2 separate regions of the Mus musculus genome follow, and region 1 is linked to region 2. A link is a contact called in public ChIA-PET data. All regions are on one chromosome and are shown on one strand. The core of a region is the stretch at or near the end of the contact, and the rest is flanking DNA. Distances in the headings are between cores, read along the strand shown.

Region 1 (3,431 bases), core at 44-2,543, 280 kb before region 2:
TGGTTTTGTTGTTGTTTGTTTGACAATTTCATAATTCATATAACATGCTTGGGTCAAACCCACCCTTCAAAATCCTGGTCCTCCAATTAGGCCCCTAGCTGCCCTGCTCCCAATAATATAAAATATATATGTGTGTATGTGTGTGTGTGTGTGTGTGTGTGTGTGTGTGTGTGTGTATTCCATTGGGTCATCCACTTAAACCCTGCCTGTGTGTGCACAGGACCATCTACTGGGGCATGTGTAGACTGTCAGAGACTGTCTCCCAGAAGAGAATGGATTGTCCCTTTCCCCAGAGCCCAGAGCCATCAATTGCCAATAGCTTCTTAGTTAGGGGTGGGATTTCTCCTCTCTCATTCACGCTGAGTTTTGTGCTAGCTTGATAGACTTCTTGTGTAAGTCTTAGGCATGTAGTTATGTCTCTTGGTTGATTTTTTTCCCCCTTTCTAACCTACAGAATTTTTGTACTGAGTCAAATTTCCAGCAGAACATTGGCTCTCTCTTAATGTCCTCCCCACCGGCCCCACATATAGGTACGGCATAGTTCTTACCTGGTGAGCGCCAGTGGTCAGTGTCAGGATGCTATTTGCAATCACTTTCCTCCTTATTAGGAAATTTTAAAATAATTTCTGTTTTATCTAGTGTGTGCCTATGTATGATACATGTGCGAGTGTGGGTGCTTGCATGCCACAGAGCATGTGTGAAGTCAGAGGCTGCTTGTAGGAGCTGGTCTCTCCTTCTGCCCACTGCCCACCGTGGGATCCCAGGGTGGAGTGCAAGTCCTTGGTGTTTTTACTTTCTGAGCCATCTGTACCTTACTTTTGGACAAGGTCTCTCTCTCTCTCTCTCTCTCTCTCTCTCTCTCTCTCTCTCTCTCTCTCCATAGAACTTGCCGTTTTCGATAGACTGACTGTCACGCCTCCGAGATTTGTTCGACTCTGACTCCCCCACCCCCCACCCCCCCCCACCCCCCGACCCAGGCGCCAGCCACTACAGGAGCTACAGGGCAGGGACCAGGCTGTCATTTTCATGTGGGAACTTTGGATCTGAACTCCGGTCCTCAAGCTTCTGTGTCAGGCACTTTCGCTTTGAACAAACCCAGAATACTGTTTCCTGAGAAGTAAAACATTAATATGTACCCCCCTTTTAATAACTAAAAGTAGAAACCTCACCATCTGCCCAGACCCCAGGGTGCTGCATCCCACCAGAACGCTTGCTTTCTGTTCTGAGCCATCCACACAAGCCTGCGCCCCCTCCGACTTCAGTCTGCAAGCAGGCACCGACACTCTCACGCTGACTCCTTACATGCTTCCTGGCAACAGTCTGAACTGAGACCTGCTGAGGAGAGTCCGTGGACAGTAGGAGCTCAGGATGCCCAAGGAGCGGGAGGAAATGTATCCAAATCTTCCTATCTTCTTTCATCATTGAAACTCGGAGACTTCAAATCTGGCCTCCCTGTTCTTAGTACAGTCTTAAACGCTGGCAAATAGAAGAAACAGGGGCATGCAGGCCTGTGATTTCTTTTCTCCCAGCTTAATCAGAAAAGGAAACACCGAACATGATTAAAGTGGCTGCATAACGTGGGATTTGGAGACATTAAAGCTACAGAGGGGCTTTATTGATTTGCCAGAATTATTTTTCTTCTTTCTCTCTCTCTCTCTCTCTTTTTTAAATATTGTTTGAGTGTGTGTGTGTGTGTGAGCACTCCTGCACAGTGCATGTGTAGAGGTCAGAAGACACCTTGTGGGCACTATTTCCCTTCTCGCATGGTAAGTTCTGGAGATCAAAGCTCAGGTCCTCAGACTTGGCAGCAAGCTTCTTTACCTGTTGAGCCAGCTCGCAGGTACTGAAATGACTTTTCTAAGCTACAGTTCTAAACGTCATGCCCCTCTAAATCCTTCTTTGACTTTTTCATGCTCTCCCACGGTTATGACCTTGAGTTGATCTTCAGTATAATTCTATTGGCAAGGGGGAACCCATCAGATAGTCAGACGCGTCTTTCAATATTTTTGACTGGCTGATGAGGCGCAGTGATAGGTGCAAAGGTATGACGGGAAGCGAACTAACCAGCCGGTCTCTTACGGGAGTTAGACGCTAGGGATCTGGGAATAGCTTATAAATTATTTTAACCCACTAGACTTCTATGATATGGCTCTGTGGCCTCATATAAGCATCTTCCAGAATCATTCGTTTTTTATGTTTAATGGCCAGAGGGACGTATAAGAAGTGTCCAGGGCTAGTGAGATCATTCACTGAGTAAAACAACTTGTATCCAAGCCTGATGATCCAAGATCAATCCTCAGGATTCCACAGTGGGTGGAAGAAGATAACTCACATGCGTGACTGCGGCACACCCAGGGTAAGGCTTGGGCCCTAGTTATAGGGGCTATGGTAGGCTTTTCCCCTGTCATCTTGTAGGGAGATCTCAGCTATAGACCTTCATACATAATCGCCATCTAACTTAGTCTCACATTCGCCCACCCAGCATGCCAGGATCTACTTGCTTAGCCAAATTAATCAATTAAGCACTCAGTGTCTTTAGTACCTTCCATGTCCAGACACTGCTCCAGGTATAATCAGTAACAAAACAGCTTACTCCTTTTGAGGAAGCAAGTGGTAATTGAGTACTATGTTCAGTACAAGTTAGACAAGCAAACCACGCTTTTGAATTTTTACCGGATCCAGAGTTTTTTGTGTAAAGTTCCTCCTTGCTCTCTGACTTGGGAAGTTCACTTGTTGATTAGAGCCTGAGAATAGGGATATACAATGTGTCCTTCAATAGTGCACTAAAGGGGTTGAGGTAGGGGTAAAAGTGCTTGCTGCCAAGCTTAATGGCTTGAGCCTGGCCCTGCACAGTGGTGGGAGATAGTAGACTTTAGCAAGTTGAGCTCTGACCTCCACATGCATGCTGTGGCACGTGTAGCCCCATAATAAATGAATAAATGTGCAGGGCAGTGGTGTCACATGCCTTTAACCCCAACACTTGGGGAGACAGAGGCAGGCAGATCTACATGAGTTTAAGGCCAGGCTCATCTACAGAGTGAGTTCCAGGACAGTCAAGGCTAAAACAGAGAACCCTATCTTGAAAATCCAAAACCAAAAACAAACATAGCAAACAAAAACCAAAAACCAAAAAGAAAAAGCAAAAAAGGGGGGTGGGTGGGAATAAATGTGATTTAAAAATTAAAGTTGCAGTAAACAAGGCTTGTACTGTGGCGTGGTTTCCACTGCCTGTTGATCTTACCGATGATAAACTCCTCATACAACCCACAGCCCTTTACTCCTGATGCCTGCTTTCCATAGTCTGACTGGGCGAGAACAGGAATGACAACTGATTGCTCCATATGGAAAGTGATTGTTAAGGACCTATGTGGGGTACAGCCAAAATCAGACTTGATACAGGAAATGACCTCACACAGTATGCTCCCCTTTCA
Region 2 (3,148 bases), core at 581-3,080:
TCTCACTGCCCACACACCACCACACACTGGGCTATCTCACTGCCCACACACCACCACACACTGGGCTATCTCACTGCCCACACACCACCACACTGGGCTATCTCACTGCCCACACACAACCACACACTGGGCTATCTCACTGCCCATGCATGCTCCCAAGAGATTTTTGAGGATGAGGAGTGAAATTCCAAGCAGGTCAAAGGGCTTTTGACACCATGTGTAGCATTTTATTTTCGATTATTTGTAAGAGGTAAAGATGAACCACAAGCGTTTTACTTTAAATTGTTTAAAGACACAGACAAGTGACAAATGAGATAACCATCTCATTGTGTGATGTGTTTTCTAGAACAATGTGCAAAGTGTAACTTCATTGGTACAGAAAATCTGCTGCCTGATGCATACTGTACTTAATTGAGAAATGCAGCAAAACTGAAGGATCTCTCCTGGACTGCAAATGAAGTAGGTTACTTTGTGTGGGAAGGAGTTAAAGCCAGAGTAAGGGCAGGAGGACTCCTCTACAGTATGAGTTTCACACAAGCATAAGATTTATTTCTATAACAAGAAGGGACATTAATTAAGAAGGAGATGCAGAGATGCCTTTCTGTTACCAACAGAACAGCCTGTACTTCACACCTAGGTCTCTGGCTATTTCCAGGTCTCGCTCTTGCTTACGGGATGGAAGCATCTATGCCTTGGCGTTTACTGCAAAGCCATGGCTGTCAGCGGACAAGTGACTCCTCTGTGCATGTGGACACTCGATGGGCTCCTGTGTTAAGGGATGAAGGAAGAGGAAGATGCCATTATTCTTCAATGAAGTTCAGGCAGAAGGTCTTACAGGAAGACATTGCACTTCATCATTAGTTACTGCTGGCTTTCTAAGTCTGCAGGCAAAAGACACAAGAGGGAAATGATCTAAACCAAATCTCAGTCAAGAATTCCACCCACCAAATTGTAAAGCGAGAACTAGAGGAGACTGTATTGACCCAGTTGATTCTAGTATGACTAGATCAAGATAAATGTGATTGACGCTGTGCCTGTCTGGCCCTTTCTTACCCCAATCAAAACCCATGTCGATGAAAAGGGTCTGCTTTGATGGTCCCAAACGTGATAGGAAGAGCCGCTCCCTTTAGTCATTTCCTGTTTGTCAGTTTTTTTTTTTTTTATCTAGGTGTTAGGTTTAAATTTGGAACATGCGAGGTGCAGTGAACTTGTCTTGGGCAGAAGAAGAAAAAAGGAAGAAAGAAGCTTAAGTTGCCTATTTTTAAATGGAATATAATTTAATCTATAAGGCAAGGTAACATCTTCTAGTTGTGAGAGTGACGTTGCTATACAGTTTGCACAGTACCAGCAGGTGCTTGTATGTAAAGCATGGCTCTGATTGCTTATGAATTGTTAAGTCTGTGATTTGAAGCTTGGTTTGGGAAATGCTGACATGGAAGGATGATGAAGGGGACAAGGAAAAGCAATAGATTCCAGTGTGGAGGAGAGTCAAACGTGAGACATCAGGAGCAGATGCCTGATGCATGAGGACAAAGCTTGTAAACCCCATTACGTCGTGTGATTTGTACTGGGAATCACAGTCGCAAAAATGCAGTTCGCTCTTAGCTAATGTACAAAGACGTGGAACGATCTACGCTGTTCTGATCTGAAGGGCGCCACAAGTGAAGCTCTGGCTTATACCACTGTGACCACTCTACTGACATTTCTGTCCCATCTTCTTCATGGTCCAACTCCTCTTCTAGAGTGAGGAAGATCAGTCCAGAGAAGCTTGTCCGCGGGTCTAATGTTACAACACTAGAGGGCAGTACACCAGAGCGTCATGCGTGTAGCTTACTGTAAAGGTGACAACAGCCTCCTTACACAGCCAGAAAGGAGGAACTAGAAGGTGTTGGTATCAGTCATGGCACAGCCCTGCTTCAACAGATGAAGGACTGAGATCTGCACCAATCACAAGACTTCTCTGTTCCACCAGAGGAAGTGTCCCCCCTATGGCTTGCACATCACAGTTGCAGGTCACTTACAGTTTAGCAAAGCCTGAGAGGGCTGCTTTCCAAGGCCACAGGACATGCTGTCTATAGTGACTGGGACATGTCTCGATCACCGTGTACTGGTTATCTGCAGCTGCTGGAGTGTTAGGGCAAACTCCTCCCTCATGTTCTCGTCAATCCTTTGTTGGGTTCTCTAAAATGTTGAGCAGAAAGGCTTTGGGAACTTTTCAATTGCTATCCCATAGCAGGCTCAGATTCTGAAAGACGCATCTCAAAAAGAAAAGTGTGTGTGGCCTTTGTTCACTGGGGTTTACCACAAATCAGTATAAGGCAGCTTTGTTGTGAGAATCCCTTTAAACACTTTCTGTGAATGATTCCAACGGTGAAGACCCTTCTTGAAGGACTGGAAGCCTTCAGCAGGGAACTGTCGGCCCGGTAGCTCTTTGCCTAGCAACACCTGGAACCTCCCTTAGGGAAGCTTGCCCATTTTTGACACTATAATCACTCTGAGGACACCACAGCAGCTTCAGGGAACCAATGCAGCCATGCACACTTGATGCTGGCACTGGGAGCCTTAAGGGAATTCTAAACAAGAGCACAACAGACCCAAGAGGCCATTGACAGTGGTGATAAGGGTCAGCACAATGCTGAGGAGGGTTCTGTTTGAGGAGGATGAAAAGGGCACCTTTGTCATTTGTGGCATAGTTTGGCAGCGCGGCTGTCTGTGGTAACCTAGGGAACAGAAGCAACGGCGACTTAAAGCACTCGGAGACTTGGCTGTAGAGGTGCACACACAAAGTGTAGACAGTGCCAGCTGGTGGCTTCTTCTAACCATGACTTCTTAACTTCAAGAAAAAGTTGAAAGAGAAAGCAACTGTGAGGTTGTGAGTCAAATTTAGAGGAAATAGAAAATCTTGACTTCATAGGCTTGAAGATAAAACTTTTTCTTTCTAGTGTCTGTTTCGGTATCTCATTATCTATATAATTCTCTGTCTCTGTCTTTGTCGTGTGCTTAATAAACAGGAAGATCAAATGTTGTACTTTCACTTATTTCCTTAAGGCTCCCAATGCCAAAGTCAAGTGTGCATGTTTTATTGTTGTTGTTAAGGAGAAACCTCTTTCTATATACCCTATCTGCACAAAAACTCTATCAAGGGACA

Evidence for each region. ChIA-PET counts read pairs in DNA pulled down with a chosen protein or histone mark.
Region 1: a contact with region 2 is called in an RNA polymerase II ChIA-PET map of memory CD8 T cells, with 27 read pairs. The contact joins two enhancer-like sites. A contact is called at or near these places in 4 of 39 promoter capture datasets (the C10 cell line, cranial neural crest, liver and 1 more), 2 of 15 datasets of contacts at CTCF or cohesin (CD8 T cells and the NIH/3T3 cell line), 1 of 484 Hi-C or Micro-C datasets (tail fibroblasts) and 7 of 115 datasets of contacts at active chromatin or transcription factors (bone marrow-derived macrophages, craniofacial prominence, embryonic basal ganglia and 4 more).

What each region holds. Positions count from the first base shown.
Region 1 is chr9:118,451,478-118,454,908 of GRCm38.p6, reverse strand. The region is part of intron 2 of Gm33408 (a long non-coding RNA gene); the gene reads left to right. Among named protein-coding and RNA genes, the nearest start is that of Platr11, 6.0 kb to the right of the region's middle. Within about 2 kb of position 1,293, at least 14 of the 459 cell types and tissues checked have an H3K27ac peak or open chromatin away from gene starts, as enhancers often do. A contact at or near this core is called in CD8 T cells and memory CD8 T cells, where this site is marked.
Region 2 is chr9:118,167,438-118,170,585 of GRCm38.p6, reverse strand. It overlaps Gm17399 (predicted gene, 17399), which reads right to left. Exons shown (of 2, transcript NR_155294.1): 2 at 204-881. Among named protein-coding and RNA genes, the nearest start is that of Gm17399, 19 kb to the right of the region's middle. Within about 2 kb of position 1,830, at least 24 of the 459 cell types and tissues checked have an H3K27ac peak or open chromatin away from gene starts, as enhancers often do. A contact at or near this core is called in CD8 T cells and memory CD8 T cells, where this site is marked.